Regions from separate parts of the Anser cygnoides genome. Here region 2 is linked to region 1. A link is a contact called in public Hi-C data. All regions are on one chromosome and are shown on one strand. Each heading gives the region's core, a stretch centred on a gene start, on an enhancer-like site or on the middle of the called end of the contact. The rest is flanking DNA. Distances are from core to core; before and after follow the strand shown. Region 1 holds the start of PPP4R1 (protein phosphatase 4 regulatory subunit 1). Region 2 has its middle 12 kb from the start of NDUFV2.

Region 1 (7,154 bases), core at 1,028-3,527:
CTGTGTCTTTGCATCCATAGCCTTGGCATCTGTCCCTTATAGTGTGTTTTTCCATGAGATGAGTGTGTGAATGTGAGTTTATCCATTTCTTAAATTTTGTATTTTCCAGCGCCTGTACAGGTACTCAAATGGATTATGAGAACTCCAGCACAGATCTGTTAGAACATTTTGGCAGGTGCTGTATAGCTTGTTCCTTAACACGTCTCGTCTAATGAAACAAGCCTGCTATGAAAAATTTCTTGTATAATTAGGTACCTTATTTTCGAATGGCAGTTCAGCACTGTCGGAAAGAGTGGGCTTGTCACACACTTACAGCGTCTCTGCCTGCCTGGTTTGTGACCTGTGGCAGGCAGTCTTACGATGGCCTTGAACTTTGATCAGGCCCCTAAAAAGTGCCAGGGGATTTGCGGGTCTCCTGAGGCCGAGAAGTGTAGAAATATCTGGTTACTTATTCATTAAGTGGGATTTTACATTGCATAGTAGCTTGAAGCCAAATCAAAGTGATTTTTCTCCATGTGCATGTCACTGTACGAGCCAAAGGTTTTGCCACAGCTTCTGTTCACAGAGGAAGAGACCTTTCCCAATGACAGCTAGCAGTGGTACCAGGACCAAGGGCATCTGAGAAGCTGTCTAATATTCTAGGGCTAACTTGTAACAAAAAATTGCCATTCTTGAACGGTTGCAATTTGTCTTGCAAGGTTAAATCACTCTGATCCTTGTTATCTGTGCTATTTACATCCCACACACTCCTGCCTACAGAGAAAATCACTAATCACTGCTTGAGAAGATCACATGCATATAGGAAGATCCAAAATTAATTTATATGAATTTATGTTAAATATGATCTCTTGCAATCATTTACCTTGCTTTCTTGCATAAATTGTACACTGATGATAATTAAAACTATTAATATACTCTTAAGAGCAGTAATTCCGATATATTCCAAATTATAAACCCAGTTGCAGCATATGTATCTCATTCAGTTTGATTTCTCATTCTGATAATAATAGTCAAGACAGTTTTGCTGCGCTCAGACCACTGTAAGCTAGTGTGCATTAGCACCTTTTTATAGAGTTGGAAAGAGAAACCAAAGCCCTTGATTCTTTCAGTAAAACCAAGCACATAGCATTTTGAGGCTATTGCTGTTGACTTCAGAAGACGCAAAACTGAGCCTTGACTGTGGTGAAGAATGTAAAGCAGAGAGGAAAGAAACCTCCTTGAAAATAACTTGCAGTGATAAGAGATAATAAAAATTTGGTCTTCAAGCGTGGTCTGTTTTTCTGTTCTAGGTCGACTGCTATTACATCCAGCATTGCTAGCTATTTGCACTGTCAAATATTTCCCCTGAATCTTCTCTTCGATTACTCTGGCAGAGAATATCACGGTTCATATAACATGCTCATGGTGGATTTCTTTGATTTACTCAGATTTTGAGGTCCTATATCTGAATAAAAGCAAGTGTTGCATGATCAGTATCCAGTAGGCCCGAGTGATTTCTCTAAAGATTGAATGTATATGAAACAGGGCAGAGCTCATCCTAAAGGAGTGTAAAGAAAAGAGATGTTTGCGTTTTAAAATATTGCACATTTTCAGCCACAATGGCAAAGAAAAGGAAAAACTCTAGATATTTATTCCTTATGTGACTTATCAAAAAAAAAAAAAAAAAAGCAGCAGTAGTATGATGTTAAAAAACAGCTTACGAGGCGAGGCGTACTGTCAAACATTAAGTTAAAAACTGAGCAACCAAAACTGCATCCTATTTGGAAAAACTGGGCAAAAATAACTTATTTTGCTCTTTCGTGCAGTAACAACACCACTGATGATTACAGAGATAAAAATAAGACTGGGGAACAGATAAGACTTCCTGGTAACATCAGTATCCATAATGTTTTTTTCTTTATCGAGCGTTCTGGGTACTAACTAATTAGAACATTTGTTTTACCCAACATTTTTCGGCTTCCCATGTACAGCGGAAAATCTATCTGAACAGTTACAAGCAGCGACGACCAACGCCAGCACTGACTGTGAGGCACAGCCAGCAGACGCGGAAAAGGAGGGATACCTTTATGTGTACGTGCAACTAAGTTTTGTAAAGTTCAAACAGCAGCAGCGTAGGGAACTCGCCGTGCTTTTAAGCCACGGGTGCCCAGCTGCTGCAGCTCGGCGAGGCCCCCACCTGCAGTCTACCCGAGGAGGGTGCCTGTGTGTGCGCGGGGGTGTGCTGGTGGCAGGGCCACCTCCTGGGGACGTTCCCTCTGGGTGACCTCACAGAGGCCGAAGCAGGGACTTCCCGGCATGGAGCCTTCTCCCCGGACTTTGCCGTCCCAGCCACCTCAGGGACTCCTCTCCCCAGCAGCGACTCCACGAGGGCCAAAGCGAGACTTTTGGCGTCCCAGCCGCCCCGCTGCGCCCCGACCCCTCTCCGCAGGTAACCCCACAAGCGAGCACTCCCGGGCCCGGCCAGGTGAGCGGGCCGGGGCGCACGGCCGTACCCTCGCCGACCCGAGCCTCGCAGCCCGCGGGCAGGGCCGGGCGGCTCCGGGCGTGAGTCAGAGCGAGGGGCGGGGAGCGCGGCGCGGCCGTGTGCGAGCGAGGGAGCCCGGGAGCGAGCGCGGCTCCGCCGGGCGGAGGCGGGGGCAGCGTGTCCGGCCCAGACCCCTCCTCCCCGCCGCCTGCCTCCGCCCGCCCGCCCTCCCGCGCCGCTCTGCCGGGGACGCGGGGAGACGCCGCCGGGCCCGGAGCAGCGCCGGGGCCGCCCCCCTTCCTCCTCCTCCTCCTCCGCAGCCGCCGCCGCCGGCCCCGCTGCCCGGCTCCTTCCATGTAGCGCGGCGCCCCGCGGGGGCTGCAGCAAGATGGCGGGTAGGTAGCGCCCCCCTCCCCCTTTCCGCCGCCTCCCCGCGGAGGCTCCAGCCCTCCTCCTCCTCCTCCTCCTCCTCCTCCTCCTCCTCCTCCTCCTGCTGCTGCTGCTCTCCCCCGCCCCGGTTTCGGAAGCGCTTCCCGTCCGGGTGCGGGGGGCTGCGGGGTGGGGTCGGCAGGCGGGGTGTGTGGGTGTGTGTGTGTGTGTGTGTGTGTGTGCGCGGGGCTGACGGTGCGCGTGTCCCCGCAGATCTGTCGCTGCTCCAGGAGGACCTGCAGGAGGAGATCGACGGATGTGAGTGGGGTCGCGGCGGGAGGGATGGAGGAGAGAGAGGGAGGGAGGGAGGGATGGGAGGAGAAGCCGCGGCGCGGGGCTGCCGTGGGGCGAGGAAGTCGCTTCAAATGTGGATGCCCGGGGTGCATTGTGGGAGGAGGAGGAGGACAGGAGGAGGAGGAGGAGGAGGAGGAGGAGAGGCCATGCTCGGCGCTGCCCATGAAGCACGGCCGGGGCTGCGCGGGGCTCCGCCGGGCTCCCCCGCGGCAGCGCCGGGGTGCGTGGGGCGCCCGTTGGCGGCGGGTAACGGGCGGCGGGGGCAGCCCGCCGGGAGCTGTGGCGGCGCCCCGAGGGGCTGAGGAGGAGGAGGGAGGAAGGAGGAAGGGGAGGGGGTCGGGGTGGCGGTGGTCGTCGCCCCGCACGCCCATGGCCTCGGCCTGGGCAGCCTGTGGGGAGGAAGGCGCCGGATCCCCGTCGGGAGCATGTGGGTCGCCGGGCGGGTGGTGGGTTTGTTTGGCTCCCCCACCCTGCCTCTCAGGCCCCTTCGTCTATGAGAAAAGTGTGAGAAAAAGGGTGAGAAAAGGGTCTGGAGAGGAGTTGCGTGAGGGCGTGAGGCACAGGACGCGGTTCTGGCTCAAAACACAAATTCAGGGGTACTAGGGCTGGCGGGCGGCGTGTATAACGTTATCCAGGTGAGACGGCATCTGTTGGCGGTGTCAGCACCGAGGCAGCTTTGGCAGCACAATAAATATCAGGTAGGATGTGAAAATGGAGACAGCAGCCCTCTCTGAGGCGGTTCGTAACGCAGGCTCCTGCCTGGCAGCCTGCGGTGGGTGAGCAGACCCTTGCCACCGTCTGAAGGTACGTGTCTGCTGCACAGCCTGCTCACGGGGAGACCAGCTTGCGGGAGAAACCCCCTTTCTTCTTTTTTGTTTGGCTTAATTTTTATTTCTGGGGGTGTTATTTTAGCTTTTCAGAGCCTAACTGAACGTTTTACATCTCCTCAGTTTTGGGATCTGATGTTTAAAAGCTTTTTGTTGCGTGTTGCCTCACACAAAGAGAGAGCCTTTTTGCAAGGCTTCATTTTTTGTTCGCTTCTGGTTGCTGGGAATTCGGACTGATAGCAGAGCTGTTTGGAAACTTTGTGATTACAGGAGGACTTCCTTAGAAGTGACACACTTTGAAAAGAAAGCGCCTTCTTAAATTTCTGCTTAGGTTATGATTTTTCTCGACTGTAAGACAGGAGTTGGAGGAGGATATGACTGTAGTCATAGGAGAGATGATTCTGAATCTATGGTTTCCCTGGTGGTGGTTTGAATGTTAGTCTTGTCTTTAAAAAGGGAGAAACTATATGTGCTCGGATATATATGACTCAGTCCAGATGAGAGCATTCTGAAGGCAAGAGCCAGAGAAATCTAAAAACTTGAAACCTCATTAAAAATGACTGAGGTTTTGATGGAAGTAGATAAAAGTCAATAGCTCGATATTTCAGTGTTTTACTTAAAACAAACACAAGAGGAATCTGTATGAATCAATGTGCGCTGTCTGGACATAATTCAGTCACGTGATGTCTTTTATGGTTCTTAATTTTATATGGTTTTGTTCTTGCGAGGTGGGCGTGAGCTACCAAAAAGTGATGCAGAGTAGGGAGACTGTACATCCCTTGGGATGGTTTTTGTACCTGTTTGAAATAACTATATCTTGTATCCATGTACAACAGGTCTTAAGCCATTTGTGAAGGTTTTTGCAAGCGATGCATTATTTGGGATTACATTTCATGGTTGCAGGGATTAAAAAGACAGTTTCAAAAAAAAAAAAAAAAAAAACCAGAAACACCGTAAAAAGCCACAGTTTTTGCCTGGCTTTACCAATGCTGAACCCCACCCTATAGTACCTTACTGTAAATATCTCAAATGTTTACAGCTCTTCTGAGCAGAGGAGTTAGGTACTGGTTTAGAGGTGTATTCCTGCATGCTAGAATGCAATTGTGAGAAAATTGGGAGTGCTGGCAGCTTTTATGCGTGTGTGATTCTGGCAGCTGTGGTCCTGCTATTAAACGTGCTAAACAAGGAAAAAGAAGTGCATTGTACAAGAAGGCTGAGATGGGGCCAACTGATAGGCTATTGAGAAAAGCCAACTGGGTAGTTTTAGTCCTTGTGCTTCTGGCTGATCTGGTATCCACCAACAGCAAAACGTCTGTGAGGTTCAGTGGAAAAAAGCAGGAGGAGTGATACAAAATACAAGACTAGATAACGTGTTAAGATCTGGATTGGGCATCTGAAGCTGGGTCTTTGCTTAGGCCTATGGCTTGGCATGCTTCAGGAGGTTAGGCGTTCAGTTGTAGCTCATCAGCGAGTCTAGGTTTGATTCTGAATCACAAAAGTGTATTTTTTTATGGTGATAATTCATAACGTGAGTCACCGTTTTCTAATGCAGTAAAAGTATTACAGGAAATAAGGATGTGAAATCAATAAGGTAACAAATAGATAGCTTTTATTGGTCGGGTTGTAAAACGGTAGGAGGAAGTCCTGGAGTTGAGCAAACAACAATACGCAGTTACTGCTACAAATAATAAACTAAGCATCTGTACAGCTCTTCAGAGCTGACAACAGCTATTTTATGGTCTTGGTCTTTAAGGTCTCTAAAATGAAGTATTTTACCAGAAAACTGGCATTTAGTGAACAACTTGTACAACTCTACCTCTTGTGCCTGCTCATTGAATGCTGATTGACCTGAAATAGCAAACAATAAATTATTTTTATCTTTGCAGTACTGTTTCAATAGTTGCTTGTAAAATAAAGTTTACCTTTTCCTAAAGAGGACTTGATAAATATTTAATTTAACTGTAGCTTTACTAGATATCAGTAGAGAGTAGTAATCTGCCTTTGGGGTAGTGGAAGATCTTCAGGATATATGTGGAAAGCATCTATTTAGAAATTGCCTTTTGTTTATTTGTTTAAGAGGTCAGAGGGATTAAACAGGAGCTTTTATAAGAAAGGCTTTTAGAGAGTGGCTGACAAACCAGCTGGATTGACTTTTAAATAATTAATTTTGCCTTTAGTTTGCTTTTCTATTTTGAAAGCTTCGTCTTTTCTGCTCTTGGTTGCTTGGTAACCACAGGAAAGCTCAGATTTTTATTTTTCAGGTGAATGCGTACTTCACACCTGACAGGACATCACCCAGATGATTCCTTTAAGTAGTTGCAGAGCTTGGCAAGTGGTATTTCAGTGCTTTTAATTCCAGCTAATATTTTGCGTCTGTACGGGTAGCTCCTGATGTTAAAGGCTATGATAGTAATTAAAGACATTGTTTCTCCCATGGTCAGCCAGCGGCTTTTCCTTGTTTGGAAGTTTGAAGTTTAAGACAAAAAACCTCAGTGGATGTATTCTAGCAGGACGTACAGAAGTTTATAAAAGAAATTTAATTCCTAAATGGAAGTTCTTACTGTGGAAGCAGCCTTACTCTTAACTGTCGTCGTCACAGTGTCCAGCCCTCGCCCAGTTAGTAACATTTGGTTGCGTTTTGTCTGTGTGGAGGTGAACATAACAGAAATCCTAGCGTGATATCCATTAAGGTAAAAAAGGAGGGAAGAGAAATCCATGATGGCAAGACGGTGAAAACTCAGAGTGGAAGCCTGCAAGAAGATTCCCCATCCCATCTGGCCACTATGCAAAATAAGATAGCGGCTCAGTTTTAGCTGGGCAGTTACACTACTTGAACTATTGGTTTTGATTTTCCATCGGAAATCTTGTACAGTATGTGCAGAGAAGTCTGAAAATTTGGCTTTTGTTCACATACTTGTTTTGTGCATTCAAAATAGGAAGTGTAGTAAGCTAAGTGGAGAACAGGAAAGAAAATAACCAACACCAATGATTGAAAAGTAAACAAGAGTGTAGAACTATTTATTTTTGCTGATAAATAAAAAAACCTTTATAATTCCTCCTAGATGTATTCTACCTTCCTCCCTTCCCCATGGATGCTTCTGAAGATTGAACTGATCAGTCTGGATAGATGCAATCAAACA
Region 2 (6,578 bases), core at 95-2,594, 220 kb after region 1:
CCTCATGCAGGGTGACAAGAGATCGCTTGGCTTTGAATTGCCAGCTGACGTTTGCTGTGAATTCAGCCACCTCAGCTGCAGGCTGGTCCTATATATATGAATATCTAAAATACCATTTCCATTCCTTGTTACAGTTCTTCTTTGCACTGATATCTAAAAAACCAAGGGTAACAGTTAAGGCTGCTGGAATTGATACCAGCCATGCTGATGAATACTGTTGTGACATTTCCTTGTGCTTCCCCATCTGTCCCATATGTACTTCTGTCCTCACTTGTTTAATACTTAGATTTAACCTGCTGGGAACAAAGATTGGAGTTAAGAGGGGCCTTATTCAGAGAAACCATCCTGGTGACAAAAGTAGTTCTGACCATATACATAGATCCTTGCAGAAATTGTGTCTATTGGAAATTACTGTTAAAAGGCTTGGGTGGAAGAGTGGTATAAAGGAAAGGGAGGAAAGGGGAACCAAATCCCAGTCCTATTGCAGGTTCGTTCTCCTCTCTCACAGTTTTTCATCCATTTGTGGTGTGGATGATTCTGAAGTGCCAAATGTAATATTTATAATCTCAAAATCTGCTCAAATCAGTAGACGTTCAGCACTTCAAATGCTGTCTTCTCTATTTTGCATGATCTAACTGCAATTGGTGTTAAGATATTCCTATTTATTCTGGAAATACAAAATGTGTTACTTTGCTCTTAATCTGCATAGACTGGAACCATCTGCTGTGATTCACAGTTGAAGAACAAGAGCTTATAAATTCTGTCTAGTACTTATACCCAGCCCTCATTAAACAAATAATCACTCCTGCTAACAAGTTGTAAGTCAGACAAGTGTCCAATTACAATCTTACGTTTAAGCATGTGATTGATGCAGTCCCTTTAAAACAAAGCAAAATCAAGCAATGGCAAAAACAAACACAGTTGAATGAACTTTTATCTTTTGCTTCCACCTGATGGTCAGAAAGGCAGCTTTTAGTGGCTCAGGTAGAGGATGAGTGAAGGTTGTCCTCAGGTGTACCAGTGGCTCTGACTCCCGTGTTGTGGAAAAGGTGATTTGACAAAAGAAAGAAATGATCAGCGAGTTTGCCTCCAGAATAGCAGAAAACAAGAATCAGCAGGAACAGTTGTGCAGTAAGAAGACCTAATTGTGAAATATATTTTGTTTGCATTGTACCCAGGTATAGAATCATAGAACAGAATCAGAGAATCATTTAAGGTTGGAAAAGACCTCCAGGATCATCTGGTCCAACCATCCCCCTACCACCAATGTCACCCACTAAACCACGTCCCTAAGCACCACGTTCAGCCTTTCCTTGAACACCCCCAGGGATGATGACTCCACCACCTCCCTGGGAAACCCATTCCAATGCCTAAGCACTCTTTCTGAGAAGAAATTAATGAAGAAATATGCCACAAGCCTGCTTGATTTAAATGAGGAACATGAGGCATCCCATTTGCCTTGCACCCAGACATACGAGACTGTTTGATTTAGGTAGCAAGTGAAACATTGCGTAATATCTGTTTAACATACAGTTGCACAAAAATAGTAGAGCTAAGATAGCTGTGTCCAGTCTGTAAAAATTTGACGGAATCAGATGGCTAGCATGCAGTTTGCAAAAGCGTAGCACCCATCTGAAGTCGCTGCCTGGAATGGCGCTCGGAAGAGTCTAAAGCCTGTCTGACAAGCCAGAACAGACTGGGCCTGACCTACGGAAAGAGGAAGTAAAGCTTTTCACCAGACTGGTCTTGATCCGTGGGGAAACCACATGTAAATACCCATGTAAACACCGAAGGGGCTTGGGGAAGGGAGAATATGCCCCTGTTGGTTCTGGCTTCCCTTTGTGGAGAGCTCTTGAAGTGATCCACCTCAGCGCTGGAGACCAAGAACTGTCAAATGATGCAGCCATCAGAAACCTCGATGCAGCATCAGTCTCGTGGTGTTGTAAACCTAAGGCTTGACTAGTATGTTTAACTACTGCTTGTCTTTTGGTTTTTAACAGATGGATTGCCTACAGGGTGAGCACAAATGGGCACCTGCTTGTAGTATTGACTCTCTCAGCCCCTCCAAACTCTCCCTTCATGGTGGTTTCCAGGTCCCTAACAAGAGCAGCTCCCACAGCTGGCAAAAAGCAGCTGCTGCTATTGACACCAGCTTACAAAGCTTTGCAGAGGCCAAAAATAAATTCCTGCCAGGAGGAATAAAACTGCCCAGAAGCCAAAGACAGGAAAAGGATATCTGCAAATCCAATCGACCAGTTATCCTGTGCAGGTAGATAATGAAGCGCTTTTGATTCATGCACTGTACACTAAGTATTCTCTTTGGTTTGGGATGTTTAAGGTAGATAGGTAAAATTATATCCTGCCCTTCATCCGTGCCCAGTGTTTGTCATCCTCGGGCAATCAAACTGCTGATTTGGTCTTGGTCTTAAATCCTGCCAGACTGTACCAGAGGGGAATTTGCTCCTGTCTGATAGGTACATAGATTTTGTTTCTGTCCTAAATAAGTAAGTTAGAGAAAGAAATAAGAGCAGCAAGGCTCAATGTGTTAGAGCAGATTTGAATCTTTATTTAGCTTTTTTTCCATGATGCAAGTCTTTCTTCAGCCCACTATCTACCCTTATGTCTCCCAGAACATATTTTGAATGATGATGCACACTTTCTGGAACTGTTTACTCAACTTATTTGTCATATTTGCGCAACATTTTACAAACAAGATAGGTCAAATTTTTTCCTGTTGACATAATTCAACAGACTTCACTTAGGTTTGGCTAGAAGGAATTTGGTCCAATTAGTTTTGTTTACAGATTTATTCAAAATTAGGAAATGCTTTTAAATGCTAGGTCTGCACCTAGCTTTCTGATTGGCTGACCTTATGATGGGAAAATACCAAGGCCCACTTTTTGCTTGTGAAAAATGCCATTTATGAATAAATGTAGGAAACTTCCAGCTCCTTATGGTGAGGTTTTTATTGTATGTTCTGTATAAAATCTTTCAATCAAAGCTTTCCAAGGAAGAGTTCTTTCCCCCATCCTTTTAAGAAAGCAGGTTTCCCCACGATCACAGTGGTATGGCTTCTAGAGGGAGCAATAAACCAGTATCTAAACTGTTGAAAGGAAAAACCACAGACCTTCTCAATGAATTCAATCTGCACTCAGCTTAAAGATGTCAACTTTTCCTGTCTTTAAATACAGGATGTGACAGAAGTTTTAGCAGAAGGGGATGGTACAACAGTGCTGTAACTCTCTGAATGCTCCAAAGTGATTTAAATGGTTTAAGTTATAGGCAGATCTCAGTCCCAGACCTCGTCAGAACTGGGCAGGTGTAAAACTATCTTAAAATCTAAGGGTCTTGTAAGACCTCATAAAATGATTATAACACAGCATGAAATCTCACCTTGGCACTTTGTATCATTGTATTTCTCATGTCTCATTTTGAATATAACACTTTCTTTTGTGTCTGGAAAGGCCTGAGATACTGGGCTTTATCTTCACAGCATTTTTATGATTGGATAAACTTTAGGCTAGTTTGGTTCTAAAGGTCTGAGCCTTTATGTCTGAGCCTTCAGAGGAGAAGATTTTAAAAACATTCTCAGCTCCTTTTATCATATATAGTACAAGTAGCATGTTTGGTTAGGCAGCCCTCATATCTGATTAACAAGTGTGAAACTTCTCCCCTGTGTGTAATATTGCACCATCATATTTGTACACAGCAATACTTTTATAACTGGGTGAAGACATATCACAGAATCACAAAATGGTTGAGGTTGGAAGGGACCTTTGAAGATCATCGAGTCCAACCCCCCTGCCAAGCAGGATCACCTAGAGCACATTGTGCAGGATGACATCCAGGTGGGTTTTGAATATCTCCAGAGAAGGAGACTCCACAACCTCTCAGGGCAACCTGTCCCAGTGCTCTGTCCCCCTCACAGTAAAGAAGTGCCCTCTCATATTCAGCCGGAACCTCCTGTGCTTCAGTTTGTGCCCATTGCCTCTCATCCTGTCACTGGGCACCACTGAAAAGAGACTGTCTCCGTCCTCTTGACATCCTCCCTTCAGATATTTGTACACGTTGATAAAATTTCCTCTCAGTCTTCTCCAAGCTAAACAGGCCACACTCTCTCAGCTTCTCCTCATATGAGATGATTCAGTCCCCTAATCATCTTAGTAGCCCTCCTCTGGACTCGCTCCAGTATCTCCATGTCCCTCTTGTACTGGGGAGCCCGGAACTGGACACAATACTCCAGGTGTGGCCTCACCAGTGCTGAGCAGAGGGGGAGGATCACCTCCCTCGACCTGCCAGCAACACTCTTCTGAATGCAGCCCAGGACACCGCTGGCCTTCTTGGCCACAAGGGCACACTGCTGGCTCACGGTCAGCCTGCTGTCCGCCAGGACCCACAGCTCCTTCTCCACAGGACTGCTTTCCAGCAGGTCTGCTCCCAGCCTGTACTGGTGCTTGGGGTTATTTTGCCCTAAGTGCAGCACCCTGCATTTGTCTTTGTTGAAATTCATGAAGTTCCTCACTGCCCAATGCTCCAGCCTGTCGAGGTCCCTCTGAATGGCAGCACAGGCCCTGTACAGATAGTACAGCTACATGCAGATACTTGTCTGGAACAGTCCTGGTTACACAGCTAGCCATCCATGTATTACATGGGAATTCTATAAACTGGTGCGCATTTTTTTCCAAACAAGGAGCTGAACGATATTAGGATAATTGTTACTGTTTTACTTGAAGAGGTAGATGATGCACTGGCCTTCTCAGCTGGCAGTACTGTTACGAGCAGTACTGTCAGGCAGCATCTAAAATGATCAAGGGGCTGGTTCAAGATGGAAAGAGTAACCTTTTTGAGAAATGTGTATAAAAATGCAGAACTTACTGCCATGCAGAATCATCAATGCCAAAATAACACGCATGTTGAAAAAGGCAAATGAGACAAATCCTTGGAAAGAAGAAGAAATACACTGTAGGCTGGTAAGCACAAATGTCACTTCTGGGCTCGCAAGTGCCTGAGCTTCAGGCTGTTAGGAACCGGGAGGATTTGCCATCTGTATTTGCCCTAGTGCAATGTGTCCCAGGCTCTACTACTGGTCGCTGTTGGACCATGTGAATCTTTGGTATGGACTCCTGCAGCCACTCCTATAGTCATATGTTATGTCTCTAACATGCAAGTGCAAAGCAGAGGCCTAGGCTGATACAGTAATTTAACAGGCAAAATTGTAAACATTGAATCCCACTTAGGATTTTCATTAAGATGTCCAGTTCCCTTCAAAAACAACAAGAGGGAAACTTTTAAAAGCCTTGAGGTTGCTGTTTCTTAAAAGATTGGGCTTGAGACCTGAAGAAAGTGCATGTGCTTGGAAAGCTGGCATTCGTAAGACTGCACTATTAGCTAGTAACAGATGTTACCTCTTCTTGGAGGCAATACACCTTACCTCTCGTTTCTTTATGGTGAAGAACACTGCATTTAAAACAAGATTTAATCAACAGCTACCTTAAGAACGTCTTGGTGAAGACTTGCCTGATTGACTCAGCCTGCCGTCTTATTTTAAAATGAAAGGATGAAGTAAATAGCAGGCTTTAGTGTGAGATAAATGGTCACACCGAGCGAACTGCTGGTTTCTCAGAGCCAATATCTTGCTTTGTCACAGCTTCTCTCTCCATCCTGTGATCTTTGGCATAGCAACAGAAGTAGTAGTGTTGCACCTGTGAATTTTAAAGGCCAAATCGATAGGAGACATACTACTAAAATTCAGAACATTCATCAGAGTGTGCACAAATATGCCAGTAGCATCCTGAAACCTTTTAAAGTAGCAGAGCTGGCTAGCTTTTGATACAGGGTTTATCTTGTGCGTGGAAGGATCGCTCCACAGCCTTGTTATTTAGTGCCACCCAGTGGACATTTATGTCAATTGCTCAGGTCTCTGGTTATCTCCACAAGATGACAAATTTGAATACACCAGACAAGAGCTAAACTGGAGCCTTAGCTGACAGCCATCTTCATCATTAATTTAACCCCAGCGACTGAGCTTTGCGCTGAAGTGGAGGGACGAGGACAGGTTTTTTTAATTAATTAATTAATTTTTTTAAGCTCTGGGGCAGCAACATATCCAACTATGTCTTCCATGTTTTCTAAGTAAATGTGGATCTTCATTCCTCAGAGGTGTCAAGAAAGAGGTAGCCCTGGATACATACCTACAGAATCAAGGCAGAATCAAGGCATATTGGCTTGGTGGAGCTGATTTTGGTGATATTTGGACAGTTGCATTTTTGATTAGATGTGCAATCACATGGCAGACAACCTTTTTTTTTTTTAATTTTTTTTTAATGTAAGCATGATTGCACAATTTTAGGAAATAAATGGTAGCATGAAGTACTAGTCAAATGGTTCACCAACATGAGCATGAGCAGACTACTTTACTCACAGTAGTTGTGTGAATTATGCCTACCGTCCTAAAAGGAATGCCAGGGCACATTTTGAGCTTTTCAGTTATGTATGTGCTATACATGCTATAGGAAGAGAACCCATTTTCTATAGATCTGTGAATGTCCTAATTAAACAACTTAGAACTACTTATTTTA

The links. Hi-C and Micro-C count contacts between places; a contact is called where the count stands out from the background.
Region 2: a Hi-C map of liver shows a contact between it and region 1, with 1.8 times the contacts expected there. The contact joins the enhancer-like site here to the promoter of PPP4R1 in region 1. A contact is called at or near these places in 2 of 7 Hi-C or Micro-C datasets (both in liver).

What each region holds. Positions count from the first base shown.
Region 1 is chr2:109,246,682-109,253,835 of Taihu_goose_T2T_genome, forward strand. It overlaps PPP4R1 (protein phosphatase 4 regulatory subunit 1), which reads left to right and starts at 2,278. Exons shown (of 20, transcript XM_048077066.2): 1 at 2,278-2,428; 2 at 3,107-3,151. The coding sequence starts at 2,296.
Region 2 is chr2:109,470,122-109,476,699 of Taihu_goose_T2T_genome, forward strand. No RefSeq gene overlaps it. Among named protein-coding and RNA genes, the nearest start is that of NDUFV2, 12 kb to the left of the region's middle. Within about 2 kb of position 1,345, at least 2 of the 3 cell types and tissues checked have open chromatin away from gene starts, as enhancers often do. A contact at or near this core is called in liver, where this site is marked.